Linked DNA regions of Pan troglodytes: all the other regions are linked to region 3. Evidence: chromatin contacts called from public HiChIP or PLAC-seq data. All regions are on one chromosome and are shown on one strand. Each heading gives the region's core, a stretch centred on a gene start, on an enhancer-like site or on the middle of the called end of the contact. The rest is flanking DNA. Distances are from core to core; before and after follow the strand shown. Region 1 holds the start of FIGLA (folliculogenesis specific bHLH transcription factor). Region 2 holds the start of ADD2 (adducin 2). Region 3 holds the start of FAM136A (family with sequence similarity 136 member A). Region 4 holds the start of MXD1 (MAX dimerization protein 1).

Region 1 (2,700 bases), core at 160-2,659, 500 kb after region 3:
CAAGTGTGTTAACCTTATCATTATAAAGAATAATAAAGCTCATTCGTGTTTTAGTGGATAAAACCAGGACTGATTCTCTGGAGAAGACAATTCCTTCCTGGTGGGAAGGACCACTTAAAGTATTAGATCATAATCTCTTTGTAGGGCCACCGAATCAGATCACAGGGTTCTGTCCATCAAGAGTCTAGTACCGGTAAAAGAGGAGACTTAAAGAAGTCTCCTACTCTCCTGTCGTCCTTTCTGCGCTTGCCCTCTCCCTGCAAAGCTCCTACTTGATTCACTGGGACATTTCTAAAAGGCCTAGGAACAGCCCCGGGCGGAACTTCTCTCCCCAGTCCCAGTCCTGAACGTGCGCTCTGCTCCCTCTTCTATCCCTCACCCTTCTCTTTCCTGGATTCGCCTCTGCTGCAACGAAACCCGTAGACTGCAAACGCTAGGAAGGAGACCATGTCTCCCAAGTTTGGGGCTGAGTTTCGTTAGAGATAGTAAAATCTACCAGCAGGTGCCGCTCCAACCACGGCCCACAGGACCCTTCCCGTTTGCGAGTTGCTGCGGCTCGACTGGGAAACACTCACTTTATCTTGACAGAGTTGAGTGGGAGCCTTGGGTGCACACTGGGACGTCGTGTTTCGTTACTTTAAAAAAGAAAATCACTTCCGTCAGGCCCCCCTTTCTCCTCACCCTCGTGTGTGCTTCGAGGCCGAGATGCAGAGAGCAAGAAAAAGGAGCGAAGGGGATCCCTGCGCGTCCCAAACACCCACCAGCGCCTACGGTGTGAGATGAAAGCTCACCCCCTGGGCGCGAAGCTTTTAAAGCACCTGCCCAGGGAGACATTTTTGAAGTTGTCAGGGCCCCTCCTCTGTCCCCTGCCAGACCCGGGTCCTGCACAAATCCTGGAGGGTTAGCGGGCGAGGCGGCCACCGCAGCGGCCGCCAACGAGCAGCTGCACGGAGGTGCAGAAGAAGGAGGCCACTGCCATTCTCCTGACAAGCTGGGGGCGTGGGAGGCCTCGGGAGCTCGAAGTCGCCTCGAGCGGGGGTGGGCGGTGAGCGGACCCCCGGGTGTTGACCAGGTGTTTGGTGGTAGAGCAGGGAAGGGGGGAACGGGCGTCGACCCTAGGGACCCCTCACCCGCTCACGCTCCTTGGCGTTGGCCACACGCCGCCGCTCCAGCACCAACTGGAGGTTTTCAGTGGACGAGTAGCCGCCCGAGGGCAGCCGCTTGAGCCGGCAGACAGCGGCCAGCTGGGGCAGCGGCCCGAACTGCTCCCGCAACACGTCCTCCAGCACCTCGGCTTGCGGGGCGCCCAGGAGCGCGGGCGGCGCGGCGCGGGGATCTAGGACGCCGGGCGCGGGGTCCATGGCGGGGCCGAGGCCGCTGAGGCCGGGCTTTCACCTGCGCACACGGGACCGCACGAGGCCCGGGCGGGGGCGGGGCGGGGGCGGGAGCTGGACCACCTGCAACCATTCCCCGGCTGCGGCTGCGTATTCCAATCCCGGCCTCCTCTCTGGAGGCTGCGTCCAGGCATCGCGTTGAATAAGCCGCACAGGTGTGACTCGGGAGCGCTGGAGCGCAGCCCGGCTGCACACCTGGAACCGCCGGGAGCGTGGTAGTGGTGTTTTTCTCAATCCACATGCCACGGTTCCAGTCCCCCAAATTCCCATTTAATCAGTCTGGGTTGGGGCCTGAGCTTCTGGATATGTGTATACAGAAAAATGTGATGGATATCCAGAAAACTTTTTTAAGAATTCGTTTTGAAATAAAAGTTGAGGGGAAAATGGCAAGAAGAGTTTCTAAGTGCTCCTGTACCCCCTTCGACACGCTCTCTACATGCTAAGTTTTCACGTTTGCTCCGTTGCCCTCTTTCTCGCTGTGAATATTCTCATTTTCATTATTCTTTTTCCATTCTATTTGAACTCTTTTCTTTTTTCGCGGGTGGGGGGGATACATCGCTTTATTCATTTTCCCCCTTTTCCACACAGACCCTTATTGTCAACACAGCCAAACACAGTTGTTACTTCAGAAAATGTGCTGGAAAACAGCGATCCCAAACTTGTTTAATAGTAGAGTACAATTTAGTACTTTAGAAATAATTAACTACATCTTCTGTTTTGACTAGATTACTCACGAGAGTTTGTTTCTCTGGAGGTTATCAATATAACTGGAACATTCTGATCTTGCACCTGAAAATCAGACATGTTTCTGGAAGCCCTCTGTAAAATCATTCCTTCCAAGCATAGAAATACATTTTTTTTCTTTGGTCTGAGAAAATATTTTTTCTACACTTTTGTTTCAGGTTCAGGGGTATATGTGCAGGTTTGTTATGTGGGTAAATTGTGTGTTGCTGAGGTTTGGTGTACGAATGATCCCGTGGCCTAAGTAGTGAGCCTAGTACCCAATAGGTATCCTTCCAACCCACGCCCCCTCTTACTTCCCCCTCAAGCACACCCCACTGTCTATTGTTTCCATCTTTGTGTCCCTGTGTATTCAATGTTTAGCTCCCACTTATAAAGTGAGAACAGGCAATGTTTGGTTTTCTGTTTCTGTGTTAGTTCCCTTACAATAATGACGTCTAGCTGCATCCATTGATCTATTCTTTTTAAAAAGTTTTTAAGTTGCAGACATGCTGTCATATCACCTCTAAATACTCCAGTGGGTATTCCCCCTAAACAAGGCCTCTCTTCCACATAACCGCAACAC
Region 2 (2,771 bases), core at 81-2,580, 480 kb after region 3:
AGTTTTGGGCAAGAGATGGAGATTAGGGGTGAGAAAAGGAAGGAAGAGAAAAGGCAAGACAATAGGCCAGACCCGAGAGCCTGATCTGCATCCTAAAGCAGTCTGCCCCTCCCTCCCTTCCCCCCAACACCAGGTAGGCTGTGGTGTGATTTAAAAATAAGCAGACACCGACTCCCGCCTCCGGGACCGGGGATGGCCTCCGCCCCGGCTGCAGAAAGGGAGGGGAGGCAGGGAGAGGAGAGGGAAGATGGAAGAAACAGACTGGCAAGACCCCCTCGGGTACAGTGGGATTTTTCCCTCCAAAGTGGTGGAGCCGCATAAAATCAAAACCCACGAGGGCCGCTCACGTGCCGGTTGCCCCGATCTCAATGTAGGCGGCTGCCGACGCCGCACCTGCTCGGCCGGCCACTGCGGCTGAGCGCCGCGCAGCCAGCGATCGCGAGGCCCCGGGGGACGCGCCCAGCCCCGCCAAGCCCGCCTCGCACGGCTACCCCGGAGGGCGGCGGCCGAGCGGGAAGGAAAGGGAGGGGAGGGAGGGGAGGGGAGGAGCGGCCCCGCCCGGCTAGGCGAGGCGAGGCGAGGCTTGCCGCCCCTCCATTCGGACCCAAAAGAAAGCCCCACCTGTCAGGCGTTACGCTCCGGGCGAGGGTCCCACCATCCCCGAGCAGGGGCCAGTGCTTGCAGCCCCGATTTCCTAAGAGCCTCGGATGCTACATCATCACCAGAAACCTTTAGGCGCAAAACACACGGCTGCCGGCCAGGGCTGCAGCACCGACGCGCTTGGCAACAGACGCGCCCCACCTGGGCCAAGCGGCTCCCGCCCGGCCGAGGGATGCCAGGGTCTCCGCGCCAGGAGACCAGCGACCCCAGGCAGCCCACCAGGCCCGCTCCCCAGACCCTTACCTCCTGCGCGGCATCTTAGCTATCTCCGGTCGGCCACTGCGGGTTGGTTTTGTTATTTTATGGGTTTGGGGGGTGGGGTGCGCTTAAAAAATCCACCCAGCTAATCTGCAGAGCAGCGTTTTCTGCCCATGCTGCAGCCCGCGCTCGTCAGAGCTGCTGGGAGATCCCCCAGCAGTGCAGCGGCTCCGCGGCGGCGGGTATGACTGGCCACCGACGCCGCAGTTCCTTGACAAAAGGCTCGGGTTCCCGCTAGTCCCTCACAGCCCTGCCGTCAGAATTAAAGCCATTTCCCGCACGAGGCTGGGAGGAAATGAGAGCTCTCCTGGCCCTGCGCGCTGACAAAAGGCCGCTGCGCGGTGCCCACAGCGCCCCCTCCAGCAGGCCGCGCCGGCCGCCCGAGGGCCGCGGTGCTGCAGTGCCCCCGCCCGCAGCGCCCCCCACCGCCCCGCAGCGGCCTCGCCCCGCAGCACCCCCACTACCGCCCCGCAGCGCACCCCCACCGCCCCGCAGCGCCCCCCTCCTCCCCGCAGCGCCCCCCTCCTCCCCGCAGCGCCCCCCTCCTCCCCGCAGCGCCCCCGCCCGCGCCGCCGCAGACCCCCCTAGCCAGGCTTCCAGCCCCCTTCCACCCCCGCCCCGCACCACTCACTACCCGGGATGGCCAGAGCTAAGCAGGGGAGTCTGTTACTAGGGAGAAAATCTGAAACAGAGCTCCCTTGGGGGAATGTATTCTCCCTGGAAGGAAGAAAGCAAAAGTCTTACACTTGGAATATTTCTTTTCGTCTGGGAAGGACAGCTAGCCTTCGGAAGATAATTCTATTAGTGATTTTAATAGCAATTGTTTGACTGAATTCCAAACCAAAATTCTCCCTGTCCTGATTCTCACTCCTTTTCAACCAGGACAAAATTTTTGTTGTGGCCCTGCCCTTGGGAGCTGTGGACCCAACGCTCTCCAACTCTCACTACATTCTCCTCTCACTCCTTTCCTTCCTCAGGTCTCCCGCCCCAGAAGGAACAGGTGTGTAGTGAGTGGGGAACTGGATAGGGAACCAGAATACTTCGGTTGCCGTCTCAGAGCTGCTCTTAACTAGCTGTGAGACCTTAATCAACGCACTTAACCTCTCTGGGCCTCGTTGTCTTCCTCTGTAAAATGACAGTGTACCTAAGGCACCTCCCATTTCCAATACTTTCAAGGCCTGGCCCTCAGAGAGTAGGGGTGTTAAGAGATAGCTCTGGACTTTTCACCCCCATAATCTCCACCAGTCCCCAAAACTCCCCTCAATCAACATCCTCTCCAAGGGCTTTTGAAAATGTGCTTGTGAAAATGTACTGCTTCCAGAAAAGCCTCTGGCCACTGATCTGAAACCTGATCATGGCCCCTCTGCCCTTCCAGGTTCTGGGGCACCACAGCCATCAGACACCCCCACAAAAGTCACTGGCCCCCACCACAGTGCTGCTGTGGAACCAGAATCTCTGGAGGTAGGCTCAGGATTGGTAATTTTAACAAGCAGCCCTAGTGATTCCTTTGCACACTAACACTTTAGAAACACCACTCTGAGAGATACTACTGATTTAGAAAAGAAAATGCTAATGACAACCCTAGAAATTCTGTTTCAGATGCCAGGATAAACTTGTCTTTCTGCTTCAGCCCCCCTTCCCTTACAAGAAACACACATGCATACCTGGTCCCTGCACCCTCCTTCCACACTCAGAGCTTCTCACTCATTCTCATTCAGAATCACTGAGTCCACAAGACTTCTCCCCATTCTCCTGTCAAAACCTGCTAGAAGAATTACAACAGGCTCAGCCACACAAGATGAAACCCCTTCCCCTCCCCACCCCAGGACCTAGGTCTGTCTGGTCAAAGAAGC
Region 3 (2,700 bases), core at 112-2,611:
CTAAAGCCAAGAGTTTTGAACAAATGCTTGTCATCTCCTGCAAAAGTCTGTATCAAGGACTACAGTGCTCTGTCTAGGATATTTCTCACCTGGAACTTCTCCAACTCACTGGTGACCAAAGCCTGGGCTTGAGCCAGAGGCACATGGCAGCGCTCGATGCACTGGTGCACCTGCTTCATGGAGGCCTGGCTGTCCTCACAACAGCTGGCGCTGCACCGGAACATGAGACCCTGGGGAGAAAGGGCAGAGAGGTTAGGTAGGAAAGTCTCTGGGGACAGAGATGACTATGGAGCACTACAGGAGTTAGAAGGCCACGTGGATATTTGCACCTCTCTCTCCACCTTCTGCTTTCACCTTCCCTGAGAATAGACACCAGGACCTTAAAACCACCACTGGGGAAAATTATCCTCAATGTCTAGTGTAGTGTTTCATGGTGTCCTTGCTGCTAGCTCATCGGCACCTGTTGCACCGATGGTTGGGTGAACAGAGGTTCCCCCGAGTGGGTGAGAGTAGGGTAGTCTGACGAAGCCAAATTCTGAAAACCAGGAGCCTCTTCCACGGGGTTCAGAGGTCAGCAACCTAGCAATACAAATTCCACCAGAGGGCAGCCGACCCACTAATCAATGACTCAAGGGGCACTATCTGGGAAACACAGACTCCGTGAGAGAAGCAGGACCGAAACACACAGAGGCATTGCGGGGCTCAGAGAAGAACAGTGTAGAAACCCGCGCTGTGTGAAGCGAGGTTGGGCACAAGAGAAGCAGGCATGACCTGGCCAACGGGGAGGCCGGAAGCCCTCGCCTTTCTGGTCTTTCACGTTGGCAGCGCCTCTGCTGGGCCTCGGGCCGCTCACCTGAGGAAGGGGCCGCGTAAGAGGGGAAGGTGGTGGGGCGAGCGCCTGCCACCAGGGGCTTCCCACCTGCCGCCGAGGTCGCTCCTGCCCCGGGCTGGAAGGGGCGGAAAACAGCCTCGCGCATGGCAAGGGCACACGGATTTCATCCGATCCGCCAAAGCTTCCGAAGTCCTGTCCGAGGCCGCCCCGGCGACCCCAGGGCCGCCCACACCCGGTCTGCGGGGACGCGGCTGCAGTGCAAGGCGTCGCGTGGTGGCTGAGGGAAGGGCCCGGAACCCACCCGCTGAGAAGGGGGTCCTGGTTCGGCCCCAGCCCCGCTACCTGCATCTTCCGGATGTTCTCTCTTTCCAGACTCTTCACCATGGACTCCACCGCCTCCTGCACCCGGAGCTGCTGCAGCTCAGCCATGGCGACCCCGCGCTGCCCCGCGGCGCTCCGCGCCGGCGCCCATGTGGAATCGGCGTACGGGCCCGCCCCCTCACCGCCCTTCACCGCCCTTCGCCGCCCGCCCTTCCAGGGCCCACGCCCCCCCTGGCGGCCGAACGGAGCCACTGCATGCTGGTGTCCGCGAGCCCACCGCCCTCCTCCCGCTTGGGAACCGGTCACTGGGACACCTGCCCTGAGGCTGCTGCCTGCCTTTCCTCCTCCCCTCCCTTGTCCCTCCCTTTACATTCTTTAAAATTATTTAATGTAATTTACATACAGATAAATGCCCAGATCTTAGGCGTGCTGCTTGATGAGTTTTAACAAACCCTGTCCGCCGGGCGCAGTGGCTTACGCCTGTAATCCCAGCACTTTGGGAGGCCGTGGGCAGGTGGATCACCTGAGCTCAGGAATTTGAGACCAGCCTGGCCAACCTGGCGAAACCCCGTCCCTACTAAAAATACAAAAATTAGCCGGGTGTGGTGGCACATGCCTGTAGTCCCAGCTATTTGGGAGGCTGAGGCAGGAGAATTGCTTGAACCCGGGAGGGAGAGGTTGCAGTGAGCCGAAATCACGCCATTGCACTCCAGCCTGGACGACAGAGTGAGACTCTGTCTCTAAACAACAATAAAAACCCAAACTCTGTCTTGTCCCAGTCTCTGTCCTTTCTACCCCATCTCCCCACCCCTGCCCTAACTGGTCTGCTTCTGTCACTGTAGATTACATTTTCTCTTTCTAGAATGTCATATGTATGTTATTATCCAATAAGTACTCCTTTTCTGTCTGGCTTTTTTAGCATATTGCTGAAAAATACTTAGCCTAATGCTTTCGAGATTGAGCTGTGTTGTTGGTTCTTTTTTGCTGCTGAGTAGTATTCTATTGAATGGACATACCACATCTGTCATTGTTGTTTTTTGAGACAGGGTCTCACTCTGTCACCCAGGCTGGAGTGCAGTGATGTGGTCTTGGCTCATGCAGCCTCCACCTCCCTGGTTCAAGTGATTCTCATGCCTCAGCCTCCCGAGTAGCTGGGATTACAGGCATGTGCCACCACGTCTGGCTAATTTTTTTTTTTTGTAGACACGGGGTTTCACCATGTTAGCCAAGCTGGTCTCCAACTCCTGACCTCAAGGGATCCACACACCTCGGCCTCCCAAAGTGCTGAGATTGCAGACATGAGGCATCGGGCCCGGCCCACATTTGTTGATCCATTCCCCTGCTGATGGGTGTTTGGGTCTTTTCCAGTTAGTAGCTATTATGAATAAAGTGGTGACTATGAACATCCTTGACCATTTTGTTTTCTTTTGGAGATGGGATCTTGCTATGTTGTCCAGGCTGGTCTCAAACTCCAGGCCTCAAGCTATCCTCCTGCCTCTGCCTATCAAAGGGATTACGGGTATGCACCACCACCCAGTCCTGGACCA
Region 4 (2,700 bases), core at 50-2,549, 390 kb before region 3:
ACCTTTTTAGTTCTGTATACGTAACATTCTATTAAGCATTTCTATTGGTACCACCCCATGCGGAAACACACCATTTGCAGACGTCTTAAAGAGTATTCTTGGCCGGGTGCGGTGGCTCACGCCTGTAATCCCAGCACTTTGGGAGGCTGAGGTGGGTGGATCACCTGAGGTCAAGAGTTCAAGACCAGCCTGGCCAACATGGTGAAACCCCGTCTCTACTAAAAATACAAAAATTAGCCAGGCGTGGTGGTGGGCACCTGTAATCCCAGCTACTCAGAAGGTTGAGGCAGGAGAATCGCTTGAACCCGGGAGAAGGAGGTTGCAGTGAGCCGAGATCGCGCCATTGCACTCCAGCCTGGGCGACAAGAGCAAAACTCCCTTTCAAAACAAACAAAAACAATAATCTTGTGAGTGTTTTCATCTAGAATTAAAAGGGAGGGGAAAACCCCAAAAGAGATTTAAGCAAAGAATCTTAGGGTTTAATGCCATTCTGTAGGTTCAGGAAATCTCTGAGCTTTAAAAAGCCGCTCGCGTGAAAGTAATTAATTATTCCATCACTTCCCGGGGGTGGAGGGGGGTGCGGAAAAGGCGCATGAGCTCAATGCTGTATACTGCAGCCCGATTCCAGCTCTTTCTTGAGGGCAGAAAAAACGCCGGGCGTCGAGCATTTAGCAACGGCCGGCTTTTCTTCTCAAGCCCCGCAGCAGCCACGTGGCGCCTGCCCTAGCTCCCGGCTCACCGGCCACTAGCCTGCACCGCTCTTCGGGAGGATTCGAGGCTGGGCCCTCGCCAGCCCGAGTTCCGCGAAGCCCAGAACCTCCAGGGCCGCGGCCACCAGACCGAGGGCTCCGGCCCCGAACCCAAGCGGGGCAGAGCGCCCAGGCGACACGAGGTGCCAGCCTTCCATTCGATGGACGCCTGGCAGGTCCCCGGAAGTTTTCCCCGGGGACAGGTCTTGGCAACAGGTCCGAGGCAAGGCCGGGTGGAGCACAGCTCCGCAGCGGCTGGTGAATCAGCGCCGCCCAGCGCCGGACCGGCCCTCCCAGCCAATGCCAGACCCGGTGAGGAGCAGCCAGGCTGCTGACCATCAGCCACTTAGGGCTCGCCTGGCCTGGAGAAAGGTGACATCATCGTAGCTGGGAGGTTTCCGAAGGCTTCACCAATGGGAGACCGGCGAGGTGCTTGCCTTCTGCAGCTCTTGGCCAATACTAACAAAGCAAAAGGGGGCCCGGGTTGTTGGTATAGAACCAATGGGAAACAAGGAAGGAGCACGAGGCGGAGTTGCGAATCCTGTCACCAGTTGGAAAGAGGGGGTGGAGCCCGGGCCTTGTCAAGTGTGACCAACCAGCGAGAGGAGCGGACTTTGCGGGGTGGAGCCCTGAAGCCCTCTCCCAATCGCACAAGTGTAGGGGCGGGGCATTCTTTGGGGGGCCCAATGAGGAACGCGGCCGAAGCTGGCCTGTCAAGAGAAGGGGCTGGGGGCGGGGAGATGGTGAGTCGGGGATAAACACTCCGCGGCGGTGGCGGCTGCTGCTCTGCTCCGGGTTCTGTCACTGTGTCGGCGGTGCCCAGCTCACTGGCCCCCTCCCTCTCTTGTCGAGCGTGGTTGCCAGAGAGGCTCCCTCAGCCCTGCTACGCGGGGTCCACAGCGGGCTCCACAGCGGGCTCCACAGCGGTCCGGCGGCGGCAGCGAGCCCGTGGGCAGTGGGGGTTGGTCCCGTGGCTCCGGCCCCCGGTGCAGAATGGCGGCGGCGGTTCGGATGAACATCCAGATGCTGCTGGAGGCGGCCGACTATCTGGAGCGGCGGGAGAGAGGTGCACGGGGACGGGGAGGGGTCCACTCGAAACGAGGCCGGGGGTCCTGTGGGGCCGGCCTCAGGTCCGGGCGCCCAGCCGCTCCGGGGGTGGTTGGAGGCGGGGAGACCGCGAGCGCTCCCAACCCCTCCGGCTCTCCCCACGCGCGGTCCGAAGGGAAGCCGCCGCTGCCCCAAAGCAATGAATGGGGTGGAGAAGGGGCTGCCGCCCGCCGGGGTCCCGAACGCCGCCCCTTCCCCAGCCCTTCACGAGTGGGTGGCCGGGGCCCCCTCCGATAGCCTCCCTGGTTTACCTCACCCGGGCTGGTCCCGGCCGGCCCCCGGGTGGGCCCGGCGCCCCAGTCTCCTGGGCAGAGGAGCAGCGCCTCCCGGTCCCCGGCTCACGGTACTTGCCCCGCACCTTCGCCTGAGCTGGTTCCACTTAACCCGCACCAACCTGCTGGATGTAGCCAATGGGAAACCCAGGCTGCGTGAGCCTAGCCACTACTGTGTCTTTCTCAACAATGAGCAGCTGGAATCCTCCTTACACCTGCTCCGAACTGACGATATTCACACAATTTTTTTAAAAATCATTGTTCTCAGAATTCCACCTTACTCCATTTAATTATTTCCACAATATTCTTTTAAAGATAAATAAAGGAAAAAGGAAATACTATAGAGAGGAGAGAGTATTAAATATTCTGGGCCCATTCATTAACTGGATCCTCCTGTTTTCTAGAAGCTGAACATGGTTATGCCTCCATGTTACCATACAATAACAAGGACAGAGATGCCTTAAAACGGAGGAACAAATCCAAAAAGAATAACAGCAGTAGCAGGTAATTTGGTAAATACTTCTTTCTGTCTTTTAGATTATATTGTAGGTGACACAAACTGCTGAATGTAA

The links. HiChIP or PLAC-seq counts read pairs in DNA pulled down with a chosen protein or histone mark.
Region 1: a contact with region 3 is called in an H3K4me3 HiChIP or PLAC-seq map of stem cell-derived excitatory neurons, with 6 times the contacts expected there. The contact joins the promoter of FIGLA here to the promoter of FAM136A in region 3. A contact is called at or near these places in 1 of 7 Hi-C or Micro-C datasets (induced pluripotent stem cells) and 1 of 1 datasets of contacts at active chromatin or transcription factors (stem cell-derived excitatory neurons).
Region 2: a contact with region 3 is called in an H3K4me3 HiChIP or PLAC-seq map of stem cell-derived excitatory neurons, with 5 times the contacts expected there. The contact joins the promoter of ADD2 here to the promoter of FAM136A in region 3. A contact is called at or near these places in 1 of 7 Hi-C or Micro-C datasets (stem cell-derived neural progenitor cells) and 1 of 1 datasets of contacts at active chromatin or transcription factors (stem cell-derived excitatory neurons).
Region 4: an H3K4me3 HiChIP or PLAC-seq map of stem cell-derived excitatory neurons shows a contact between it and region 3, with 7 times the contacts expected there. The contact joins the promoter of MXD1 here to the promoter of FAM136A in region 3. A contact is called at or near these places in 1 of 7 Hi-C or Micro-C datasets (stem cell-derived neural progenitor cells) and 1 of 1 datasets of contacts at active chromatin or transcription factors (stem cell-derived excitatory neurons).

Annotation. Positions count from the first base shown.
Region 1 is chr12:51,933,181-51,935,880 of NHGRI_mPanTro3-v2.0_pri, reverse strand. It overlaps FIGLA (folliculogenesis specific bHLH transcription factor), which reads right to left and starts at 1,409. Exons shown (of 5, transcript XM_001138053.3): 1 at 1,131-1,409. The coding sequence starts at 1,361.
Region 2 is chr12:51,955,374-51,958,144 of NHGRI_mPanTro3-v2.0_pri, reverse strand. It overlaps ADD2 (adducin 2), which reads right to left and starts at 1,330. Exons shown (of 16, transcript XM_001143954.8): 1 at 904-1,330.
Region 3 is chr12:52,430,783-52,433,482 of NHGRI_mPanTro3-v2.0_pri, reverse strand. It overlaps FAM136A (family with sequence similarity 136 member A), which reads right to left and starts at 1,361. Exons shown (of 3, transcript XM_515532.9): 1 at 1,175-1,361; 2 at 90-230. The coding sequence starts at 1,261.
Region 4 is chr12:52,825,351-52,828,050 of NHGRI_mPanTro3-v2.0_pri, reverse strand. MXD1 (MAX dimerization protein 1) reads left to right here and starts at 1,299. Exons shown (of 6, transcript XM_525776.8): 1 at 1,299-1,815; 2 at 2,533-2,632. The coding sequence starts at 1,743.